Linked DNA regions of Pan troglodytes: region 2 is linked to region 1. A link is a contact called in public Hi-C data. All regions are on one chromosome and are shown on one strand. Each heading gives the region's core, a stretch centred on a gene start, on an enhancer-like site or on the middle of the called end of the contact. The rest is flanking DNA. Distances are from core to core; before and after follow the strand shown. Region 1 has its middle 26 kb from the start of TMEM63B. Region 2 overlaps SLC29A1 (solute carrier family 29 member 1).

Evidence for each region. A called contact is a pair of places that touch in the nucleus more often than the background predicts.
Region 2: a Hi-C map of induced pluripotent stem cells shows a contact between it and region 1, with 2.7 times the contacts expected there. The contact joins two enhancer-like sites. A contact is called at or near these places in 2 of 7 Hi-C or Micro-C datasets (induced pluripotent stem cells and stem cell-derived neural progenitor cells) and 1 of 1 other capture datasets (stem cell-derived neural stem cells).

What each region holds. Positions count from the first base shown.
Region 1 is chr5:49,994,244-50,001,066 of NHGRI_mPanTro3-v2.0_pri, forward strand. No RefSeq gene overlaps it. Among named protein-coding and RNA genes, the nearest start is that of TMEM63B, 26 kb to the right of the region's middle. Within about 2 kb of position 2,793, at least 1 of the 24 cell types and tissues checked has an H3K27ac peak or open chromatin away from gene starts, as enhancers often do. A contact at or near this core is called in induced pluripotent stem cells, where this site is marked.
Region 2 is chr5:50,127,197-50,134,019 of NHGRI_mPanTro3-v2.0_pri, forward strand. It overlaps SLC29A1 (solute carrier family 29 member 1), which reads left to right. Exons shown (of 13, transcript XM_009451358.4): 9 at 459-556; 10 at 1,093-1,201; 11 at 1,438-1,523; 12 at 1,902-2,101; 13 at 2,511-3,221. The coding sequence ends at 2,622. Among named protein-coding and RNA genes, the nearest start is that of HSP90AB1, 13 kb to the right of the region's middle. Within about 2 kb of position 3,680, at least 14 of the 24 cell types and tissues checked have an H3K27ac peak or open chromatin away from gene starts, as enhancers often do. A contact at or near this core is called in induced pluripotent stem cells, where this site is marked.

The DNA of each region.
Region 1 (6,823 bases), core at 1,543-4,042:
CTAATCAGCCTAGCACCCCTTCCTGTGGGGAGGGGCCCCAATCCTTTCTGCTTGGGCCCAAGGGAGATGGAGAGCCAGTGGCCTCTGTCAAGAGCGTCTTGCAAAGGTAAGACCTTAAGGTCCTACATCTCCCCTGGGCATTTTTTTTTTTAAGTAAAGGGCAATGGCTGGCCTGTTAAATCCCCCACATCCCTCTCTTCAGGAGCCTGATTACAAAGCCCATTCTTTTTCTCCCTTCTCCTCCCACAGAACTATCCAGGTTTCCTGCATTTTCCCATTTCTCTTCCTCTGCCCATCCCTTCCATGTGAACACCCTACACTTACTAGCTATGTGTCTGTGGACAAGTTACTTGGACTCTCCCTCTTTGTCTATAATATGGAAATAAGTAATATCATTACTAATAATAGGCACACAGGCATAATCCCTCCCTGGCCTCTGCACACAGCCCTCTCTCTAACTCAATGCTGCCCCACTTCCCACATATATTTAAGCAGCTCAAGCTCCTCCTCCCCCAGGAAGTCATCCCTGATTGAACCAGATATAGTCCCAATGTCCTTAATCCAACTGTCACCTACTAAAAGCTCAAGTGATTATTTTTGGCTGAAATTTGAAATAACAATAATGGCTATGATTGATATGCTGAGCACCTACTATGTGCCAATAATTCTATGGCCTACTCCATATCCACACAAGAGCCCTGGAAGGCAGACATTGTCATCCCCACTTCTCAAATGAGGAGGCTGAGACTCAGAGAGTAAGGTGACTTGCCTGAAGTCATTGGCAGGTAATTGTCAAGGTCAGGACTGGAATACAGGCTTGTCTGATATAAAAGCTCTACCCCACACCACCTCCTTCAGAATCCCTTCCTCTTGCCCTCATTCCCCCATACACATGGTATGTGCATTGCATTTTAAAATTATTTGTGATTTTAAGTACACAAATAGTAGAGAGATATAGTCTCTTTATTAAAAAATTAAAGCACTACAGAGCTGTGTCACCTTTGACCAGGAACCTTCTACCTCCCTCCTCCCCAAAGGAACTCCCACTATTAGCACTGTCTTGGGTATCATTCTTGTGCTTTTTTGCCTTTTTTTTTTTTTTTTTTTTTTTGAGACAGGGTATCTTGCTCTGGTGCCCTGGCTGGAGTGCAGGGAATGTAGTGGTGTGATATCACAGCTCACCACAACCTCTGCCTCCCAGGTTCAGGTGATCTTCATGCTCAGCCTCCCAAGTGGCTGGGATTACAGGTGCACACCACCAAGCCCAGCTAATTTTTGTATTTTTAGTAGAGACGGGGTTTCACCATGTTGGCCAGGCTGGTCTCGAACTCCTGGTCTCGAGTGACCACCCACCTCAGCCTCCCAAAGTGCTGGGATTATAGGTGTGAGCCACTGCACCCAGTCCCATAAATTTTTCTGTATTTGTAGGAAATAATGTTGTTAAGTGATTTTACATAAATAATGTGTGTGGGGCCGGGCACAGTGGTTCATGCTTGTAATCCCAGCACTTTGGGAGAACAAGGCGGGTGAATCAGTTGAGACCAGGAGTTCAGGACCGGCCTGGTCAACATGGCGAAAACGCGTCTCTACTAAAAATACAAAAATTATCTGGGCATGGTGGCCTGTGATCCCAGCTATGCAGGAGGTTGAGACACCTTGAACCCAGCGTATGGAGGTAGAAGTGAGCTGAGATTGCACACTGCACTCCAGCCTGGGTGACAGAGTGAGACCCTGTCTTAAAAAAAAAAAAAAAAAAAAAAAAACCCACAATAATGTGTGAGGTATATCACTCTTCAACAGGCTTTTTTCCATTCAACAATATGTCCTGGAGAGCTACATCTATCTATACCTACACCATCCTTTCTTGGAACAGTTGTGTGCTACTCCATGGCACACATGGACTTTGCTTATTTACCCAGGCCCCTACTGATGGCTATTCAGATTGTTTCCAATTCTATTAAAAACAGGCTGAAAGGAGTATGTACAGACCTCTCTGGGCACTGTGGTATGTGCTCTGTGCAGGGCATGGACAGTCATCTCTTCTCATCTGTCACATTGTTAGCAAACACCTCTCACAGGGGTTCTCAACTTGGGAACCACTGGAGGTTTCAGGGGGACCTCAAATCCCTGAAATTGTACCCAGAGTAACCTATGTATGCCTCTGCATATATGCACTATCTGGGGAAAGGGTCCACAACCCTTAGCAAGTTTCAGGTTTTCGAAGGGCCCATAAAAGCTAAGAAGTACCGACCTGTATTAACTTTCATACCTTTATGTTCTGGCTCATATACGATGTTATGTGCTCAAAAGGACAAGCTGGGCAACATAAAGCCTCTTCTCCCCCTTGTTCTGTCAACAAGGATTCCATCTAGTGCTGAAAGAAAGGACCTCTGGAGTCAGACCCAGGCCTAAATCCTGGCTCCATCCATTACTATGCAATTTGGGGCAATTAATTAACAACCAAGCTTCAGTTTCCACAATACAAACTGAGGTGAGTAAAACCTGCTTCATAGAGTTGTTGTAAGGAGTAAACAAAATCCCTTGCACCAAGCATCTAGCAGGCACAGTAGGTACTGCTATGCACCTGTGCCCTTGGTTTCCTTAAGTTCTGGCCAAGAGCTTTAGGCAACTGGGACCTTCTCAAGGGCAGGGACAAAGGCTCACCCAGAGTCTGCAACCCCCTTGAGCTCTGAGCCTAAATCTGTCATGGACAAATTAGGAGTGAATACACTGAGAAGAGTCCTTGTCCAGGCTCTCCAGGTCATACCACAGCAGTGCCACTAGGAGGCTGCAGGACAGGCCCTGGGACTGGAGAGACTCTGCAGGAGCAGCTCTGACTGAAATAGTGTGTGCATGCAAGTGTGCATGTGTTGTGTGCTCATATATGTAAGTGTGTGAATGAGTATGCATGTCTGAGTATGAGCCTGTGTCTGAGTGTGTATGTGTTGGCATGTGTATGTGTGTACACGTGGGTTGGGAGAGGCAGAAACCAAAGGGAAGACAGGGTTTCCAGAGAGGCAGCAGCAGCCCTGGCTTCTCCCCTTGAGTGTCCAGGCTGCTGGAACAAATATTCCATTACCTACTGTGTGTTAAGCACTGCTCCTGTCCTTGAACTCACAGGAAGACAAAAACAAGACAGTTAGGTTCAAGCAATATTTCCAGGTGCCAGCATTGTTCTAGGCACTGGGGATACAAAAAGACACATTCCTTGCCCTCCACCAAGGTCAGACACGACACACCCCTGGAGTCGGTGGCACTTCACTGAGTAGAGCCCTGTACAGGGCACCCAGGAAGAGCTGTGCTCAAGACCAGAAATTGTGGAGAAAGGCATAGTTGACCCTGTCCTGGGCAGCAAACCCTTTGAGAGGGGCCACATCCCCTACCCTGCCGACTCAGACCCAAAATATCTCCAGCCACCTTCTCTCCTCCCTCACTTGGCCACCAAGCAATGCTGGACAGAACTCTTCTCTGTCGGGGGAGATCACGGGGCATATCGCCTTCAGTACACTGATAACCCTTTCTCCATCCTCACCTTCCCTCTGGCGCTGGCCCCATCTTTCCCCTCCCACCCTTCCCCTCACTCCCAGTAGACAACCCCCCTTTCCCAACTAACATACAAGCTTACCTCTCTGAGCACCCAGTCCCCCCACCAGGCTCAGGGAATGAGGTGCCCTTTCGCTTGCTCAGATTCTCCTGCTTCCTGCTCTGCTGGGGTCTCCTTCTATCAGTCACCACTGACCCCCACCCCGACTTCCACTCACAAACCACCACCAACTATGGTGCAGTGGCACTGCAGCGCGGTTAGGCAGCCCAGCGTCACCGTTTCCCAGGCCTGGGACCTTAGACAAGTTACCCCACCTCTCTGAGCTTTGGTTCCTGTGCCTGTAGCACAGGGCGAAACCCAGTGATGCTGACAGAACCTACCTCATGAGGCCGCTGGGAAGATAAGATTATACTGGGCACATAAAATGCTTAGGACTGGGCTAGGAAGTGTTTAGTGAATGTGATCACTGCTGCTGTAAGCCCCTGACAGCATTCACAGTATCTGAAGGGCACAAAGCCTCTAGTAGATGGTCAGAAATAGCGTCCAGGGATGGCATCAAATAGTTGTTTACTTTCCCCATCAAATCAACCTTCGTCCAAGTCAGATAAGCCCCAGGGGTCCCCCCAGGGGTCTCCATGCAGAGCCTAGGCTCTCCATCAGGCAGCCTGATCCCAATTCCCTGGGTCTGGGCGTCACCGGACAGCCTTCAGGGTAAAATGCAGACCATACTAGTGGGCCTTCTCTTGCTGATGATATTGATCTCTTAGTAACTTACTGTGCCAACATATTCTTACCAAAGACCCCCTCGAAACAAGGGGAGAACCACCTGTCTACAAGAAGAGTTGCTCAGGTGTCTCCCATCCTAAAATCCTTATGTCGACCTCCAGTTACAGCCCATCTCTCTCCTTCCCTTCTCAGCCAAGCTTCTTGCAGAAGTCACCTGCACTTCCCCCTTCTCACCCCACCACAGGCTGCCTGACCCCACTGCTTCACCAGTGACGGCCTGTAGCCACTCCACCTGTCCCTCCACAGGCCTCACTTCATCTGTTGAGGTTGACCACTTCCTCTTGGAACATCGCCTCCCTGGCTTCCAGGACTCCACTTCCCCAGTCCTCCTCCCATCTCCTTGACTGTCTTCTTGACTCCCCACCCAGCTTCTTCCTGCCCACCTGCCTCCTAAACATCGGCTTCTCCAGCGCTCCACCCTGGCTTACTGCGCCTCTCTCCCCAGCCTGTCGTTGGGTGACCTCATGATTAGAAGCACCGTGCATTTCTGAAGCCTCTCAAGTCTCTCTCCCTCTATTCTCACCCCTGACCTTATGTTTGGTGTACCGTACTGTCAACAAAACACTTGCAACTAAACAAGCAGAAAAGAATTCCCTCCCTTCTCCTCTCTCCCCTGCTAAGATCCTGAACTCCATAAAGAGCCCCATCCATTCCACCAAGTCAGAGCCCTAGAAGGTACCCTCACCTCCATCCACCTCCAAACTTTCACCAGATCCTGCCTATTCCACCTCAGGGGAAGTTTATCAATTGAGTAGCCCAACAGGTTTAAGACTGCAGGTGCAGGGAGGCATGGATGCGCTTTATTTCTTGGACATGGCTCAGAGGAGGGGCAGCTCCAGAGCACAAGGGCAGGGCGAGAGGCAGCACAGGCCAGCAGGAGAGAAAGCCCTGTAGCCCAGATCACACACAGTCTCACCAGACCCCCAGCTGTGCATTGGCTGCTGCAGGCATCTCCCCTCCCTGCCTCAGCCCAGGCCTCCACCAGTCAGCAGCTGAGCTGGCCCAGCTCCCCTCCACAGGAACAGCCTGCAGCTTGCCCTGTGCTCACCCCCAACCCCCTACCCCATTCTCCTTCACTATGAAGTTCCTCTGAATACAAAGCCCACCTCTCAATAACCTATCCCAAGATAATTTTGTTGTGCTAACTTGAATTTCTGAACTCCCTGCCCTGTTTCCCAGCATGGTCCTTTCTCTATGCCAAGCTACTTCTACCTACTAAATAGCTATTTTCCCTCAAATCTTTCTTAACTCCTGTCCTCCATCTCTGCCTTGCCTTACCAGAGTATTATGTTGTTTTGTTTTGTGTTTCTTTTTTTTTTTTTTTTTTTTTTTGAGACGAAGTCTTGCTCTGTCACCCAGGCTGGAGTGCAGTGGCACGATCTCAGCTCACTCAACCTCCGCCTCCCGGGTTTAAGCGATTCTCCTGTCTCAGCCTCCCGAGTAGCCAGGATTACAGGTGCATGCCACCACGCCCAGCTAATTTTCGTATTTTTGGTAGAGATAGTTTCGCCACGCTGGCCAGACTGGTCTCAAACTCCTGACCTCAGATGATCTACCTGCCTCGGCCTCCCAAAGTGCAGGAATTACAGGTGTGAGCCACCGCGCCTGGCCATCTCTTGAATTTACTGAATTCCCTGCTCCCTTCCTGGCCCCTCATACCATCCCTTTTAGAGGGGTTCTTTGCACAGCAGCTGAGTGATCTTAATAAATGTCCAGCTGGGATGGGGAGCCACTGGCCAGTTAAAGCAGGGCAGTGACAGGGTTAAAGTCCCAGCACCTAGTGCAACCTATGTAGCCTTCCCTGGCCTGGCCCGTCAGCTACCTCAGCCCCACTGCAACCCTCTAGGTACCTCAAACAGCTGGTAGGTCCCGGCACATCCCATCCGGCATCACACCTCTGGTTTTGGCTGGGATGAAAGGGTATTCCCACTTCAGCCTGTCACTTGACTAACTCTGACTGTCCAGCTTCCAGGCTCTGGGCATCTCCTCAGGAAGCCTTTCTGACCCTCCTGGGTCAGTGTTGCCACAGCACATGGGCTCCTGTCACCTGCTGCAGGAGGCAGAAACTGCTCATGGATCTGTCTCCCTTCCGAGAGCTTCTCCAGGGCAAGATCCATATTTTGCCCATCTGGGCACACACAGTAAATGTTTGCATCAGTCAGCGTCCAAGCAGGCAACAGGGGGCCACTTGAATTGGGATAACGTGAGGAGAATTTAACAAAGGGACTGTTTACAAAGGTGTGAACCAGTACAGTGGGTGCTGCAGTGCCCTGACGCCAAGGCCCCAAGAGTGTAGAGCACTGCCTGAGGGGCTGTGACATATGACTGAAGAGTGTGGTCAGCCCTGCAGGAATGGGAGCCCGCTGATGCAGTCCATACAGGTCAGCCTCCTGGGGCACAGGGCAGGGTGGAAAAGGGTGAGAGGGACCCCGAGGGACAGATTAAGATGTCCAACCCAGGGCTCAATGTCAATTGAACAGAACTTCACTGATG
Region 2 (6,823 bases), core at 2,430-4,929, 130 kb after region 1:
GAAGCTGGGGTGGAGGATGGTATACCAGGCGGGGGATAGCATGAGCAAAGAGAACAAAGATGAGTGCACTGTGTTAGCTAGCAGCCCTGAGCCAGAGGAGGACTGAAGGACTACAGCAGGGAGAGGGGGACAATAGGAAATAAGGGCCAGCAATGATAAAAAGGGGGCAGATCCTGGATGACCTTGAATGCCTGAGGTGTTTGGACTAAAGGCAGTGGGAAGCAATTTCAGATTCTTGAGTGAGGAGTAACATGACCTGAGGCTCCTGGGAGAGGCCAGGCCCCCGGGTCTTGAGCTGTAGGGATTTGGAGGCGAGGTCTGGGTTAGGGTTAGAGTACGGCTGGGACTGGTTAAGGAGGCGTCTACTTTCAAGTAATCCCAGCCGTTTTGGGGAATGTTTATGTTGTCTTCTGTTGCTCTGTCTTCCCCACAACTTGGAGATTTCTTCCATCCCGCAGGAGAGGAGCCAAGAGCAGGCAAAGAGGAGTCTGGAGTTTCAGTCTCCAACTCTCAGCCCACCAGTGAAAGCCACTCTATCAAAGCCATCCTGAAAAATGTACGTAGGGGAGGTTATCCTATCTTCTACCCCTTGTCCTCTTTCTCTCCTCCTTTTGCTCCCTCCCCCTGCCACCCATCTCCTCCCTTTCTGACCTGAGAGTGGTCACTCCTGGATTCTTTTGTGTGTGCGTGCGTGCCCATGCGTGCATGCCGGGGGTGGGGATTCGTGGTTCCTTTTTTTTGAGACAGAGTTTCACACTTGTTGCCCAGGCTGGAGTGCAATGGTGCAATCTCCACTCGCTGCAACCTCCATCTCCTGGGTTCAAGTGATTCTCCTGCCTCAGCCTCCCAAGTAGCTGAGATTACAGGCATATGCCACCATGCCCGGCTAATTTTTTGTATTTAGTAGAGATGGGGTTTCACCAGGTCAAGCTGGTCTCAAACTCCTGACCTCAGGTGATCCACCCACCTCGGCCTCCCAAAGTGCTGAGATTACAGGCGTGAGCCACCACGCCTGGCCTGGATTTGTGGTTCTTTAATACACAGCCACCATGAAGACACAGGCATTTGGGTGACTCTACCCCTTCTATCTAGATCTCAGTCCTGGCTTTCTCTGTCTGCTTCATCTTCACTATCACCATTGGGATGTTTCCAGCCGTAACTGTTGAGGTCAAGTCCAGCATCGCAGGCAGCAGCACCTGGGGTGAGGATGCCACAGGTTTCCAGGATGGGAACAGACAGGATCTTGAGTTGGGCTGGAAGTGGGGAAGGGAGGGAGCCTGGGTCACCTTCTCCCCGTTTCCTGGGTCCATTTGCCCTTCCCTGGGCTGGAAGCATCTTCTCCATTTTACTGTTGGGGAAGCTGAGGCCCAGTGAAGGTTAGGCTTGCTATACCTGCCTCTGTGAGCCTGATAACCACCCGTTCATCTCCTCTTCCAGAACGTTACTTCATTCCTGTGTCCTGTTTCTTGACTTTCAATATCTTTGACTGGTTGGGCCGGAGCCTCACAGCTGTATTCATGTGGGTAAGTGGAGGAAGAGGGCCCCAGGCCCCTGTGGGAAGTAAGAGTCCAGCCTGGACCCAGAGAGGGAACCCAAGAAAGTATGGTAGTAAGGGGACCATTTGTTTTAAAGTCGAGGCATAATTTATGTATAGTTAAGTACAAGTCTTAAGTGTACAACTTAATGAATATATGTATATACACATACCTGCCCAGATCGAGATGTAGAATATTTCCAGCACTCCAGAAGGCTCCACCATGCCCCTTTCAAGAGTAACCCCCTAAGGAGAACCAGGCTTTGAGGTTTCAGTTCAGGTCCTGAGGGGCCCCAGATGGATCCTTGGGGGCCTGGCTGTGCCCTGGGGTGGCGGCCTGGGCTGAGGCCCTGCCTGGTGCCCACAGCCTGGGAAGGACAGCCGCTGGCTGCCAAGCCTGGTGCTGGCCCGGCTGGTGTTTGTGCCACTGCTGCTGCTGTGCAACATTAAGCCCCGCCGCTACCTGACTGTGGTCTTCGAGCACGATGCCTGGTTCATCTTCTTCATGGCTGCCTTTGCCTTCTCCAACGGCTACCTCGCCAGCCTCTGCATGTGCTTCGGGCCCAAGTGAGTAGGGCTGGCAGGGAACTTGGTGGCATCAGACAGGATCTAGAGTTCCAGTGGGGGACATTCAGTAGAGGGAGGGCAAAAGGAGAGTCCCTGCTCCCAGAGCTGAGAGGAGAGATGGCTCAGGAGGGGCTCCCAGCTGAGGGGATAGTGACTGTGGTGGAGGGGGGCGCCAAGGTTACTTGGGTGGAGGTGGAGACAGGTTTGCAGGAAGGAGTGAAAGACAACCCCACCATACACATTCCCTCAAGGAGGAGAAGCCAGGTTGGGGTTAGGCAGCCAGGATGGGTTGATCAACAGAATGAGGTTCGACAGTCAAGTTGCTCCACCCCACCCCTCCTTCCACCCAGAGGCTCTGGGCTGGGGTACAGCCATTCTGAGGTAGCCTTGCCCTTCCTTCCCCGCTTAGGAAAGTGAAGCCGGCTGAGGCAGAGACCGCAGGAGCCATCATGGCCTTCTTCCTGTGTCTGGGTCTGGCACTGGGGGCTGTTTTCTCCTTCCTGTTCCGGGCAATTGTGTGACAAAGGATGGACAGAAGGACTGCCTGCCTCCCTCCCTGTCTGCCTCCTGCCCCTTCCTTCTGCCAGGGGTGATCCTGAGTGGTCTGGTGGTTTTTTCTTCTGACTTCTGCTTTCCACGGCGTGTGCTGGGCCCGGATCTCCAGGCCCTGGGGAGGGAGCCTTTGGACGGACAGTGGGGACATTGTGGGCTTGGGGCTCAGAGTCGAGGGATGGGGTGTAGCCTCGGCATTTGCTTGAGTTTCTCCACTCTTGGCTCTGACTGATCCCTGCTTGTGCAGGCCAGTGGAGGCTCTTGGGCTTGGAGAACACGTGTGTCTCTGTGTATGTGTCTGTGTGTCTGCGTCCGTGTCTGTCAGACTGTCTGCCTGTCCTGGGGTGGCTAGGAGCTGGGTCTGACCGTTGTATGGTTTGACCTGATATACTCCATTCTCCCCTGCGCCTCCTCCTCTGTGTTCTCTCCATGTCCCCCCATGCCCAGTTCTTACCCATCATGCACCCTGTACAGTTGCCACGTTACTGCCTTTTTAAAAAATATATTTGACAGAAACCAGGTGCCTTCAGAGGCTCTCTGATTTAAATAAACCTTTCTTGTTTTTTTCTCCATGGCTCCCTGTGTCCTCCAGCCGTGGCTTCATGCCCTGGAGTGGGTAGAGGGCTGGCAGCCTGAGTCTGGGAGATGAGCATGACCCAGCTGGGCCCTGGCCAGGACTGGACCTGGGTCCAAGGGGGAGGAGAGGGGAGTAGTCCTCTTGGCCTCAGAGGGGCTGCAATGCCCCCTGCTGGGGCCACAGGGGAGGGACAGGCCTGGAACCAGAACACCAAGACTGTCAGCCAAGACTAAGAATGGGTTTTTCTTTGCTGCTTCATTCTTTCTTTCATAGGACAGAGGATGGAGATAGCTCCCCATCTTTCCTTTGTCTTCACTGCCAGCCCCTCCACTCTGTCCCCAGCCCCAGCAATGAACTCTGCAAAACTGGCCAGCTCCTGGCCATACTCCCATACCACCAGGCAGGAAGAGGCCGAGGCCTGAGGGTTCTCCCCTACCTGGCATGCAGCCCTAACACCAAAGCTCAGCCTGCCAGACTTCCTGGGGAACAAGGGCCCTGTGTGTCTGCACAGTGAAACCAACCCTTCCCTTCTCAACACAAACTCTGGCCTAGGGAGGGGTGGGTTGATATGGAGCTATGAGTGTCTCAGTGGAGAAGGCCCTACCACTGGGACCCCCATCTCAAGAATGACCTGACTGGAAGTGAGACCAGAGCTCTGGCCACAGTGCAGCACCCCTGCAATCTGCATTCCTTACCCTCCCACAAGTCTCAGACTCCTCCCAGAAAGCAGAAGACATTCCTGAATTCTCAGCGCAGGCTGCTCACTCAGCCCTGGCCAGCAGATGGCTACAGAGTTGGCACCTTTGTCAGCGCTTCCTTTCTCACTGGAGTTTAATTTAATTGAGAACTTCAGGCCTCATTAAGGGCTGTTAGCGCATTTTTAAGGCTCTTTGATCAGCTCTGAAGCCCTAATGGGGTAGCTAAGTATACCAGGGCACTGGGAACTGAAGTTCATGTGCTATTAATCATTTGTCAGACCAGAGTATTTATCTGCGGTGCTGGAAAACAAGGTATTCCTTTTGGATCAGGCTCAAAAGCTGAGGGGTTCCCTGAGTGTCCTTCCCCCAGTCTGCAGTGCTGTTTGGCAGTGAGTCAAGCTGAACATACAAACCTGAGCTCTTTCTCGTCCTCAGTCCTCTGTTGTACCCAACCCCAAAGAACCCTATTGGTTTCCTTCCTCAGCACCAGCAGTGCCTCAGGATTCTGTATTTCTTCCTGAGGTTGCTTTACCACCTCCTGCCTGGCCCACTGGGGCTTCCAGGTCTCTTCCAGTCCATCCCACACATGGCCACAAGAATAATCTGAAAGTGAATCTAGCAGGTGCTGCTTGCTCTCTGGAGCATGCACCTGTGTCCTGAGCGTTTTCTGATCCTCCACCACCAACAGCCAGTTTGTGCAATTTCTTTGCACCTCAGAGCTTTCATAATTTTGTGACTTTTCTATCATGTTCTTATCTTACTCCAGCTATCACACTGTCATGTTTTTTAGGTTAAGGTTAGGTTAAGGTTACTCCTGTTTTGGCTTTTCAAGCTATGTCATACCTGCCTCCCAGAGGTACTTGGAAAATATTGGCTTGACAGCACATGCTTATCCCAAGGCGGAATTCATCTCTACAGTCTTCACATGCCCCACTCCAGCCGTGTGGTAGCACACCTTGCTTGTGACCCTGGGATAGAGATGGGGATGTTAAGTAGGTTCCTCTCAACCCCAGCACTGATTTGAGAGGAAAAACTATTAAGGATACCGTTCCTTTCTCCCTTCCTGTACTTAAATTGATGTTGAAGGAAATTACTAGAATATTTTCTCCACAAAATTTTAAAACACAAATGCTAAAAAATGTCAGTCTCTTCATTCTCCTGACCTCAGTGTTTTCACAGGTAAACCTGGAAGGGGTGAGGAGGTTAGGAAAAGCAGCTCCTAAGGTCTCCTGCCCACCCAGCTGCAGGGATGGCTCCCGACCCCAAGTGGGCGCTCGCAGGCCCCTGCCCTTTGGGGAGCAGGGGCCTCCTCTGGGTCCTCCACTTTGCTGCTAGCACCTTGCTGCCTGTAAGGTAGAGAGGGCTGAGCATGAAAATCCTCCAGGTATCCCTGGCTGCCCTCACTTGCTGCTGGTCATCACCTTCCATGTCACATTTCTGCTCAAAACAGTCAATATTCAGCTGCTGTCCCTGGAGTGGCTGCCATTGCAACACAGGAATGTCCCTCTTGTTTAATCTTTTATGATGAAATGTTGGGGCTTTAAAGAGTTGAAAAGCTAAGAGCCGTAGTAAATTAGCCATCCTGGAAAATAGAAATGAAGCCTCAGGTATAATCTTTGAGTCAGAATGTATCTGTATATCTATTCTTTGAGATGAATATGGAAAGACCATGGTGGAGGCAATATAAAGCCAGGGCTCAGAGAGCGTGTGATAGGAGAACCCAAAAGTTTGTTTTTTTTTTTTTTTTTTTTGGCGGTTGGGGGTGGGACGGAGTTTCGCTCTTGTTGCCCAGACTGGAGTGCAATGGCACGATCTCAGCTCACTGCAACCTCTGCCTCCTGGGTTCAAGCAATTCTCCTGCCTCAGCCTCCCAAGTAGCTGGGATTACAGGCATGCGTCACCATGCCCGGCTAATTTTGTATTTTTAGTAGAGATGGGGTTTTACCATGTTGGTCAGGCTTGTCTCAAACTGCCGACCTCAGGTGATCCTCCTGCCTTGGCCTCCGAAAGTGCTGGGATTACAGGCGTGAGACATCATGCCTGGCCAAAGTGTTTTTTTTTTTTTTGGCCCCACCAAGATCTACTGCAGCCTCCACCTCCTGAGTAGCTGGGATTACAGACGTGCACCACCACACCTGACTATTTTTTGTATTTTTAATAGAGACGGGGTTTCACCACGTTGGCCAGGCTGGTCTCGAACTCCTGACCTCATGATCCGCCCGCCTCTGCCTCCCAAAGTGCTGAGATTACAGGCATGACCGCGCCTGGCCGCCAATTAAAGTTTAACTAGAGTTAAACTATGACAGTGATTCAAAATGGTTGTAAACAGAAAAACGCAGTCACCTTAAGGAAATAGGCCTGTTTGTCCAGCAAGCCCTGCCTGGAAGCCAAGTCTTCACACACAGGAAGAGTGGCAGTCCCCAGGTCAGCCAGCAGATCTGACTCAGAGGCCAGGTTGGCAGTGTCCCCCCAAACCCTTGGGGACCAACTGTTTCCTGGGGCAGGTTGGCACTGAGGGTGGAAATGGGCAGCGCCCAACTCCCTCTGGCCCCAACCTCATCAATGGCCTTATGTCCGGGCTGGACCCCTCCAGCCCATCTCGGTATGACCTGGCTTCCTGTGTAGATGCTCTCAGGGAGAGGACGTGCCCACTCGGAGCCCTCTGCAGCCTTGGCAGTCCTGGTGCTCACTGGAAGTGAGCAAGTTGGCATTCTGGCAACAGACTGCAGGGTGACCGCTAAATGTGAGTCAGCAGGGCCCCACGAAGGCCTCTGTCCTCTCTCCTGGGCTTGCCCTGTACCAGCTGTGATCCCGGATTAGTCACTCCTCCCCTAGGCCCCGCCTCCTCGTCCTTACCAGGGGATGACATATGTGTTGACTTAAGGAAATTAAGTG